Linked DNA regions of Zea mays: regions 1, 2 and 3 are each linked to region 4. Evidence: chromatin contacts called from public Hi-C data. All regions are on one chromosome and are shown on one strand. The core of a region is the stretch at or near the end of the contact, and the rest is flanking DNA. Distances in the headings are between cores, read along the strand shown.

Region 1 (2,785 bases), core at 171-2,670, 420 kb before region 4:
ATGAATTGGATCATTGCAGTACACGGTGATCTTATGAACAAGGTATCACATAATAAGCTGGATGTTGAAAACATAAACAACAGATTAATCAAATAGAGTATAGACTAACTAAGATCTGAATTTTAGGTGAAGGATAATTCCTTTGGCTTTGATATTGTTCCAACAGACTGGAGCTCATAACAAATTGCTGAATTAGAATATTAGTGTGAGATGCGAGTTTCTCATGAATCTGAATTTACCACAGGAAAGTGATTAGTTATTCACTTCAAATATGGCATACGATTATCTTCTCAACAGGACATCAGCACTAATGAACTAGAATTCTAAAACACAGCTAAGAGATACTGAAAGGAAACATGAACTAAGTACTGGATTTGATTTACAAGTGAGGGATGATCCCTTTGACTTTAAACTTGTTCCAACAGAATGGATGAAATTAGATTAATAAAGTAGTGAACTAGATTAGCATACTAATATACTATTGAGTATTGAAGGAATATTATCAGGTGGAAATTTGAGATTCTGACCCCCGTGTATGCTAAAGTTCCAATAGAGAAACTTCCTTCTGTGAAGATAAATGATAAACTACCCAGCCAGCGTGCCAGTCCTGAGAACAAGTTTATTAACACTCAGATATGTGCATCAACCTCAATCATGTGACTATGCCTAACCATTTCAGATCCCTGCCTGATTTGTTTATTAGTGTGAAGCTTTGAGCAAATCTAAGTCCATGAAATTAGAATTGGAGGTAAATAAGCACAGATTGCCGACAATTGTTCGGTTTGTGATCGATCCCAACACGATCCCAGGTGGAACGGCAACAAGGGAGCAGGAACAGTTGCTCCTGAACTACAGCTGAGGACTGAGCAACTATGCTAGGCAACCATTACAATCCCCAACCTCACGCAACGCGCCTGGCGTCCTGATTCCACGACTCCACTGCGGTGGACCAAATCAACAACGTAATAAAAACGAGGTGAATCGTAGAAACAACAACCGAGCTACCTAGGAGTCTAGGACCCACCGCCGAGGCCGAAGGCAACCGAAACGAACGGGATCGATTTCAAAATGGAGCGGCGCAGGAGGAGGAAGCAAATCTCCCTCCCTCCCTCCCTCTGTGTGTGTGTCTCTCTCTCTCTCTCTTCAAGGAAGACGGCGGGGGCGGTTCAGCAACGCAGGAATGGCTCGAGCTCGCCGTGGCGGAGGCAGCTTCGAGTTCGCCTCGGCGGCGGGGGCGGTGACGGCTTCAAGCTCGCAGCCGCTGCGCCGGGCGGAGAGGGCGCGGGCCTCGGGGTTGAGTTGGGTTCGGAAATTGGTGGGGTTGGTCGCTGCCGCCTGCCGGCGCAGCGGCTTTGACCTTATTATTTTTTAATCGCGCGCTGCTGCAGCAGCAGCGTCACGGAATGGAGAGCGCCAGAGCGGGGCGTCGAGACAAGACAAGGAAGGCCACAAGGCATGTCAGGCTGTCTCATTTTGTTTTTAGACCATGTTCATCAATCTATCAATCTATCTATAGTTTATCTAAAACACTGTTTTTATTATTCTATTATGTAGACTGCACTATTTACATAATAGAGTTTAAATATAGGTATAGAGATGAGTAACCTGCTAGAGATAGTTAGGATAAATTATTAAGAACGAGTGTGTCAAACTCCATGTTTTCTGACCTTGTTTTTTACTCTCAATAATTGCTGCCATAAAGTAAGAGTTATCCACCTATCTACTACGAATATCAATGGCATGACAAGCATTAGTCCAAGCCCTACCAAGAATCTCTCTTGACCTTGTATCCTTACTCGTCCATGGACCAGTGTCTATCCTTTGTTAACGTGGTCCACAGCTTACACCAAGACTGTAATCTTTAACCTGCTCTAGAACTTGTGACCGAGTCCTTCTAAACATCTTAGGCAGTGGGCCAGATCCTTGCGGTGCCCGCTAACTCGACCTAGATCCACCATCCCTATCATACTATGCACCAGCTTTTTGACTGAACTCATGCTCCTCTCGAGAGTCGAGACTGATGTAGTGCAGACTGAAGTTCAGCATCATAATCATCATCTTGTTCTTCGGCATAATGAGTTCTTACTTCTTCATTTGCACATTGCCTCTGCTGAATCCTCTGCCTCTTCTTTTCCTTTGTCTTGTCTAGCTCACGAGTAAAGAATTTCTTTATTTCAAGAGGAACGAATGGATAATTCATGGCATCCTTCTTTTGATGTGCTAAATGCTCCATGAAACAAGTAGCACTGCCACCATTTTTCCCTTCATGACAATACTTGCATTTCAAATCTTGACCAATCTTCTCTCCATCCTCCCACACTATGTCTGGCATTTTACCTACAACAATGTAAATAATTATAAAAACCTACAAACATTTAACAATACAACTAAGAACTGCATTTGAAATACCTATATACCTCATGAAGCTTTCTAAGTAATATAACAACAGCAACAAACTAACTCCATTGCCAATATATGAGCTAATATCAACCTACTTTCTCGGTCATGTAACAATTATAGCACAAATATGCACTAACAACTAACTATTTAACCATGCATGCATAACTAATACACACGAGAGCGCAAACATAAGTGTCACAAGAAAACAGCTCAAAACAGCACTTGGATCTCACTAGAATCATTAAACTACGTCATCGCAAAATGTCGGAGTTGTGTATGCTCTTGGAGTGATTGGAGTTTTCTGAAGGAGGTCACCATAGGGGTCCTTTCATAGCCCCAAAAGGCCCGATAGCCGTAGCTCCATGAAAAAACATGGCAAAAACCA
Region 2 (2,700 bases), core at 172-2,671, 310 kb after region 4:
TTTTATTCAAATAAAATATATCTGGTTACATGATTAAGCAAATAAAATTCTAAAGTTACAATTAAAATTACATAACTTAAAAACTAAAAAAATGCCTAGTTCATAAATATAAATAATAAACTATTATACTCTTTTTCATATTCTTATTTGGTCTTTTCCGCCGTCTCTTGTCTAATTTAAGTTGTTTTATCAATTTTTAAGGCCAATCTATAGACCCCCTTTTCGTGTCTTCATCCATGTTGACCATGGAACGATCTAGCAAGTTATTAAATTGCTTAAATAATTTAGTTTCAAGAATCCTCTAGAGCTTCTTTAATATTTATTTCTATGTAGACGGAGACTCGCTACTAGTTCTCGGGTCCTTTTCCTTCTGGTGTGCTCTTGCCCTATCGCGACCAATGGGGCAGTGCGTCCACACTTTTTCTGTGACGTGGAGCTATAATCATCATCTAAGTTTAGACAAAATCTTTTGCTCCTATCACTTAAGTCATCGTCATTGTGCTTCGTGCGACACTTGGGCTAATGGTGAAGAGCGCACCAGCATATATGCGCTAGCTTGAACTTGGTTTCTCTATGATTGTTGCGAAAACTCACCTTGGTTATATGTTTCAAGCAGCATGACATCATTTGCTCTACTTGGTCAGGCCATGTATAAGCGGTCGTTCTAAACAAGGCAATCACGCATTCGGTGCACATGTCTGTCGCACACATGACACATTGAGTTTACTTTATTGTTAAACTTCTTATAGGCTCTTATAGGGTTACTCAACACTAGTTTTTAGAAATGTGCATCACCACTTTTACACTAGACTTATCTAAGAAAAGTTACCCATCTATGCCTCATTAATAGTACGGCGAAACAAAAAAAATAAAGATCATATTGTTAATCTATACATCTAGCAATCTAGCAACTTTTTGACACATGAACTAAGTGTTTCTTAACCTCCTCGATCTTCCTTTAAAACTTGATAATTGATCTCAATCAGTAGGAGCATAGATATAGCTAACTCAATTTGTCTCTACAAAATACGCAATAGTTACAATAATCTTACATCGTCATTAATCATTGAAACACAGTTACGAACCTAGATGCTACGATCGGGTGTATATATTTATACTAACTCCTTGGTGAGCTTATTGTCACTTTATTTGATTTTTATGTACTCCTTTGGTTCTAAAATTAGTGTCGTTTTTGTTTGTTTGTTTTTTTGACGAGCCAAACGTTCTTAACTTTAATCAAATTTATATAATAAAAATGTTAATAATTACGGTGCATAATTAATATTATTAGATGAATCACTCCGTTTCGTTCCGACTTCCGACTTCCGAGCCTCGGGCACACGCACCCCATCCCGTGTCGTCCTTCTCTCCCCCGAAATAAAATCCCAGCCATTACGGCGTCATCGCCCGCCCAGCCCAACCACTCCAGTCCAGGGGGACCGCGTACAGGCCACAGCGCACAGCACAGGGAAAACCCGAGCCGCCCTGCGGTACAACGCCGCTGGTACAATACAAAGGCCACGCCAAAATCCAAACCCAACCAACCAACCAACCGGTCTGCTGCTGTCTGTCTCCTGCAGTCTCGCGATCTGCCTCTGCTCCTTCCTTCCTCTCGACACTCTGCTGCTGCGGGCCTGCGGCTGGCCGACCTGATGAGCGCAGGGAGATGAGGTGCAAGCTCCACCCTTACGCCAACGCCGTGGGCGTCTGCGCGGCCTGCCTCCGCGACCGCCTCCTCGCGCTGGCCGCCGAGCGCGCCCAGGCCGCCGCCGAGGCCAGCAGCGACGGGGGCTACGGGAGCAGCAGCAGCTCGCCCCCGCCCCTACACCTGCCCGCGCGGCGCCACCGCCAGCACGGCCACGACGAGGCAAGAACCGGGACGTTCCCACGCTCCGTGTCGCCGTACGTGCAGCGCCGGCGCTCCGACGCCTGCGCCTACTACGCGACCTCCTCCTCGTCGTCGTCGTCGTCCGCGTACCAGCACCAGCCGAGCCTCCTCTTCTTCCGCACGCCGCAGGTCGGGCCCGCGTTCCGCGGCGACGAGCCCGGGGACGGGGAGGACACCGGCGGCGGCAGCAGGAGGAAGCAGGCCGCGCCGCGGCGGTCCTTTCTGTCAGCGATCTTCGGCGGCAGGCTGCGGCGGCGGCACGGGCGGGAACGGGAAGAGGCCGGCAGGAACAGGAAGGAGCCTCCCCGGCGGTCCACCTCGTGGCTCTCGGCGATCACCCGCCGCAAGCGGAGGCCGGGCGAGGAGCCTGAGTCCTTCCCGGCGCCGCAGGACGAGGAGCCTGAGTCCCCCGGCGGCGGCAGCTGGTGGTTCCCCTCGCCGTCGCCCGCCAGACAGCAGCACCGGCGGCGGCACGGCGCGGGCTCGGGCGCCAGCGGGGACGGAGTCTCGGGGCTGGCCGTGTGCCTGAGCCCGCTCGTCCGGCCCAGCTCCGCCGGCGGCCGGCGCCGGTGCCAGCCGCCGGACCCCTCCGCGCTGGGAGACAGCCACCGGCGGCTCGCGTCGTTCGGGCGCAACGCCTCCCGGAAGCTCGCTGATATGGGTCGGCTCCGATGACGCGGCCTCGCCGACCGGTCCTCGTCGTCGCCGGCGTGCCGGGGCCAAAGATCTCTTTATTTTGTGTAATTTCGAAGATGCTATGACGGTGTTCGTTACTAGTACAGTAGTAGTAGTAGCGCTTAGCGCCTAGCTAG
Region 3 (2,700 bases), core at 188-2,687, 290 kb after region 4:
ATTTTGAATATTGTGATAGACTAGCAACGACTAAGGCTATCTTTAGCAACTCTCCTATCACATCTCTTATCTTATCTCTTATTTCAAACTAAGCTTTATAAACACCATAATTAATTAGATCTATCTACAGTGCAAAATAACGATCATATACAATTAGGGGTGAAAACGAGCCGAGTCGAGCTTAGCTCGGCTTACTGTAGCTCGGTCACGCCAAACCAACGAGTTTAGCCATAAACGTTGTCGTAAAATTATAATATAAAATTTCAAAATAATTAAGTAACATATCTTAAATTAATTAAATAAATACAATATTAATATAATACATAAAATAGATTAATTTTATATATTAATTTCAAATAACATAAATTGATTATCTATTTGGTACCAACACTATATGCTAATTAAAATAAGATTTTATATAATAAATTGTTGTTGTATCGAATCACGAGTCTGTTTAGGCTCACTTTTTTCTTGAGCCATAAAACATGTTCATTTCGGATTTGTTTTAGGGCTAGTTTGGAAACTCAAATCCCCTTCAGGATTAAAAGGGATTGGAAAGAAAATTAGTTTATTTTCATCTTAATCCCCTCAAATCCCGAAAGATTCCTAAAGTAGCCCTTAAACTTCGAGCCACTAGGAGCTAGAGCCCACTCGTCGAGCTAAATTTTGTAGACCTTTATACAGTATCCGTTCCATACACCGAGAGAAATTTTGAAAATATTCGAACCAACCATCGTGTCCCTCTCCATCCACTCGACAGGCCCCACTACCATTATCCGCCCGCCGCCTCAACTTTCGTTCCGAAACTATCCTTACTAGCTCACTTTTCTCCACCTCGTATGAAGTCAAAGAAAAAAAAACGTTGAAATTTCATCGCATCAATTGTAGGGCTATCACCGGTCGTTCCCTTTTTAATATTTCAAACTCTACTCTATAAATAATTCACTATAATATAAAACAATATTTTATACATTCTATACACACTTCGCTCGAGATGACTAAATGAATCTAGCTTGAATCCTACATAAGAGATGTGATGTACACTTCTAGTAAAACAGCTTGAAATCCTTTCTGAGATAAATAAGGGATATTTTGTTTTTATATATTAATTTTTAGTCTTACATTTTATTTTAATTTATTTTTTAAATTACTAATACATAAACTAACATTTGTTCGGCTAGCTAACAATGTTGTATAAATTTATAAAGATAAAATACTATAGAAGCCGTAGCTGGATTAAAACCATAACAAGTTCCAGCGAACAAGCATAGTTTACATATTTGATAATTTAGTTTGATAATTTAGTGATTAAAATAAAATAAAATATAGAGACTAAAAACTAGTCAATAGAAAAAATCAGACACTTCCTATACTAAAAGAGCTCTTCACTAATTTCATTTCACCAAAAAAGCAGTTCCCGCTCGACGACTTGCAAAAGGGCGGGGGCAAAACCGGAAGAGAAATAGAAAAAAAGGAAGCAGTTACGGATTGCAGCAGCGACGCCTCTGTCAGTCTATCTTCTCGGCTCGCACACCTCAGACACAGCCAGGCAGCGGAGCGCTCCCCCCTCGATTCCTTCGCTTCCTTCTAGAACCTTCCGCTCCCTCCGTTGCAACAGTAGCACAGAGCTTCCTCCTCCCCCACCCCCGAAGATGACGACCATGGAGAACGTGATCGTGCTCGTGAACCGCATCCAGCGTGCCTGCACCGTCCTCGGCGACCACGGCGGCGGGGACGCCGCCGCCTCCCTCCCTACCCTCTGGGAAGCGCTCCCGACGGTCGCCGTCGTCGGCGGTCAGGTCTGCCTCCTTTCCGTCACCTCTAGGTGCTTGCTCGCCTAGGATTTTGTTCCGTAGCTTAGTTACAGGGCGCTTAATTGGGCGGCCATGTACAGAGTTCGGGGAAATCATCGGTGCTCGAGAGCATCGTGGGGCGAGACTTCCTGCCTCGAGGATCAGGTAGGAAGAGATTTTTACCTTCTTTCTTCACGGAATCATCTTTTTTCTTTCAGTTCGAAATTTTATGGTTTTTGGTTTGTGTTTGGATTGGAAGGGATCGTGACGCGTAGGCCACTCGTCCTGCAGCTGCACAAGACAGAGGCCGGGGTGCAGGAGTATGCCGAGTTCCTTCACATGCCTAAGCGCCGCTTCACTGATTTCTGTAAGAAACCTTCGATGTCTTCAATGATATAGGGTTATTCTTCTCCTAAGCTACTATGAAATTGGTTTGTTGGTAAGCTGAATCATAGTATAATTGATTGGCTATGTTTACTGTCGCAAGATGCACCGTTCACTGAAATCAATAATTGTATTTCTGCCAGCAGAAGCAGTCTCTTACTACTATTCAGTTATTAACGAATTCGGTTCTGCCACTGTGCAATTGTATTGCCTCCTATTTAAGTCTCTTCAAAATTTCTGCTCCATGCGGATGACACTCTTAGGGTGCTTTTGGTTGCGGGACAGCCTTATTTAAGAGATCGTCCCATCCCGTCCCGTCCTGTCATTGCAACCAAACACACTCTTACCTTATTTGGTATGTTGCACCTGCCGTTGCCATTGGGGTCTAAGAAGTATTTGACTTGTGTAGATGGCACGATCATCTTTGTGTTTCCCATGTTGTGCTGCTAGTTCAAATATCATGTGCATTTTATCATGCTTTGCAACATGTATTCGTAAGTAGAATGCATAAAATTAGTAAGAA
Region 4 (2,906 bases), core at 382-2,881:
AGAGGACGGAATCGCCACTGTAGACAGCTTTTGTTTAGTGTGAGAGGAGTTTGTTTTTCCTACGTGAATATTTGACCGGATCAAACCCTAGCTATAAAGGGGAGCTGTTTCCCGCAGCTTTCATTCGCGCATGGCTGATAATCGCTGGAGCTTTTGTTTAGTATTGTTTAGAGGATTTAGCGATGGTCAGTCACTGTTGTGTTGAGCTGATTTTACAAGAAAATAAAAATGGAATCAAAGGAGCAGATATAAGAACAGATCGAAGGCAAAGCAGTCCAGAGAGAGAAGAGGAGCTTACCTTAGCAGGAAGCTCTGGACGCACTGAGCTTGTGACACCTGCGCTCCGAGTCTTTATATTGTGAGGACATACCCAAACAAGCTGAAGCATGCGGGGTTCACAATGCACCAAGGGCTAGACGGATTACTCAGTACTATTATAAGTAGTGTGCCCCCCACAAAATCTTTCTATATACGACGCATTATACTCGGAATTCATACTTTTGTTGCCCCCCCCCCCCCCCCCCCCCCCCCCATCTCTATCTGACCCGGATTCCCCCCTGTGAGAACTCTTGGTGATCAAGTAGGCCACTAAACAAGGATATATATACCGCGCGCAAGTACATGTACATTGCTTGTTTCGGAATGGACCTTGCCGAAACCAACCTAATTAACCAGTGAGAAGTAGAGTAATGTGTACTAATGTGGAGGAGCAAGGGGAGATGGTCCTGCTAATGGCCGATTTGGCGCGGTTTATGATTGCCACTTATAGAGCATGAGTGAACAAGATCTGCAACGCCGCTCGCGTGGCTAGCGCGCTGAGACAAAAAAAGTAGTAGATCAGATGCCGATCATGCATGTAGATGATGATGATGACGACGACGATTGTTATGACAGTGAGTCTAGTTTTTTTTACAAGGCAGAGGCAGAGGCAGGGATGATGATTAATTACTGTGATGCATGCATGGATTAGCAGTGATTGTAGATGAGTGTGTAGCGGCCGAAAGGTGAGAAGGAAGGGCGGTAGCTTTGGCAGGAAGCAATTAACTAGTAGTAGTATTAGTAGTAATCTCCAGGTCACTCCGAATATACCCATCAGCCCCAAGTGGGAAACAGAATGCACAGATCTGGGCTGGCTCCCTCTAAAGAGGCTCCGACTTCGAAGCTCCATTGCTACTTGTGGTATAGAACTGACGTGTGTGCGGCGGGCGGGACCAATGATCAGTTGCGACCTGGTACCCTCGATCAGTTGCGACCCGGAAGCTAGACGACTTTCGAAACCGAGGGGCTGATGCTTAACTGCAGGAGCTGACTGGATGGAGATGGACCTGGCGACAAGCGATCCAGCGATCAGGGCGAGACCACATGCTCCCGCGCCCCTATCGACGCGAGATCGACTTGCTTCTCCTGGTCATCCATAGTACTTTAGGCCTGGCCTATCATGGACGGACTAGGAAAGGAACGGAGGCGGCGTGAGGAAGGAATCAAACAACGGGGCGGAGGAGGGGTAGACGTACTGACTGACCTTTTCCCCTTCTTCTTCTGATCTTCTCCGTTTGGGCAGTGGGGAGAACCTCTGTTGGGACTGGGGTCGACGAAGACGAACGCGGGTTACGCTTACGCTTGTGTAGGGTATACAGTACACTTTCAGTTTCTATTTAGTCGTTGCCGTAATCGCGGGTTTCAGGGCGCGAAATCATGTGGCCGTTTTCAGAGAGATTCAGAAACGTAACAGGGGGCCCGGCCGGCCCACACGCCCAACCAATGGCTGGCTGACCTGTGTGCTGTCTTCCTGGACCTGCATCAAGACCGTGGGCTACAAAAAAAAAAGCCCAACCCCTTTTGTGCTGTCCACCGGTGTGCCTTGGTAACGCTCATACTGCATACGAGGTGCGCACGAGAGTCGAGAGTACTGGAATGGGCACGGGACGCGCTCTGTTTCCGACGCGCAGGCATGGACATGGACGACACCGGCTACCGGTCCCATCTTATTGACGGAAATGGAGTAGGACGACCGATTCCATTCGTCGGCGGGAGCAGGACTGCAAAATTGTCACCCATCTTATTAACTTCGCTCAGGAAACGCACTCCCTTTTTGTCCCCTAATGGACTTTTTGTCAAGTCATTAATGTTTGGATGGAAGGACGAGGAAGGACGAAAAACGATGGGATGAGATCATTCTAATTTAACCCGCGTTTTGTTTGGAGGTCTAGAGTCAGGTTAAGAAATATTCTTCAAAAATGGTGTATGAGGTCATTCCTCAAAAAATAAGGAATGAAGTCAGCCTAGGGTTGATCCCGTCTCATCCCTTATTAACACCGAACCAAACACTACCTAAAGATGTCCTCGCTCGTACATATTAAAGAAAAAAAAGATATGTTCTGGAAGGGACAGCTAGGACTCATGTTGATTTTCGCACTACTAGCCTCCAAAACTGCCCAGCCAAAGCCATCTCTAAAGTCCTCACTCGAAGGTTACATGAGCATATTCCGGATCTTGTTCGGGGTGATCAGACTGGCTTTGTGAAAAAAGGAACATAGCCAAGAATTATGCATATGCCATGGATATTCTATGTTACTATTATGGTAGCAAAATCCTCTCTGCCATCTTTAAAGTTGATTTGCATAAAGCCTTTGATTCGGTTAATTGGGGGAGCCTTATCAAAATCCTTCTCCACCGGGGCTTCTCTCGTCGTTGGTGCGACTAGATGTCGGATGGTGCTCCCTGTCCCATTCTTCAGTACATGGAACACACACTTATTTTTTATTAGGCATATGTGGGAGCCCTCACCGGCATAAAGATTGCTCTCAATGACTTTGCCTTGGCAACCGGGCTCACTATCAACTACCATAAAACCACCATACTCCCTATCCATGTGGATGCTGACTTTGCCTAGAGCTTAGCTGGTG

What was found. A called contact is a pair of places that touch in the nucleus more often than the background predicts.
Region 1: a contact with region 4 is called in a Hi-C map of ear, with 2.1 times the contacts expected there. The contact joins the promoter of LOC103637686 here to the promoter of LOC103637683 in region 4. A contact is called at or near these places in 2 of 25 Hi-C or Micro-C datasets (ear and tassel).
Region 2: a contact with region 4 is called in a Hi-C map of ear, with 4 times the contacts expected there. The contact joins the promoter of LOC100381745 here to the promoter of LOC103637683 in region 4. A contact is called at or near these places in 7 of 25 Hi-C or Micro-C datasets (bundle sheath, ear, leaf and 1 more).
Region 3: a contact with region 4 is called in a Hi-C map of tassel, with 7 times the contacts expected there. The contact joins the promoter of LOC103637681 here to the promoter of LOC103637683 in region 4. A contact is called at or near these places in 8 of 25 Hi-C or Micro-C datasets (bundle sheath, ear, leaf and 3 more).

What each region holds. Positions count from the first base shown.
Region 1 is chr1:98,427,266-98,430,050 of Zm-B73-REFERENCE-NAM-5.0, reverse strand. LOC103637686 (probable methyltransferase PMT2) reads right to left here and starts at 1,420. Exons shown (of 7, transcript XM_008660316.4): 1 at 1,025-1,420.
Region 2 is chr1:97,700,526-97,703,225 of Zm-B73-REFERENCE-NAM-5.0, reverse strand. LOC100381745 reads left to right here and starts at 1,421. Exons shown (of 1, transcript NM_001174550.1): 1 at 1,421-2,700. The coding sequence starts at 1,667. The coding sequence ends at 2,563.
Region 3 is chr1:97,719,058-97,721,757 of Zm-B73-REFERENCE-NAM-5.0, reverse strand. LOC103637681 (dynamin-related protein 1E) reads left to right here and starts at 1,437. Exons shown (of 15, transcript XM_008660291.2): 1 at 1,437-1,799; 2 at 1,895-1,958; 3 at 2,053-2,160. The coding sequence starts at 1,653.
Region 4 is chr1:98,008,832-98,011,737 of Zm-B73-REFERENCE-NAM-5.0, reverse strand. It overlaps LOC103637683 (VAN3-binding protein), which reads right to left and starts at 1,631. Exons shown (of 9, transcript XM_020546436.3): 1 at 1,523-1,631.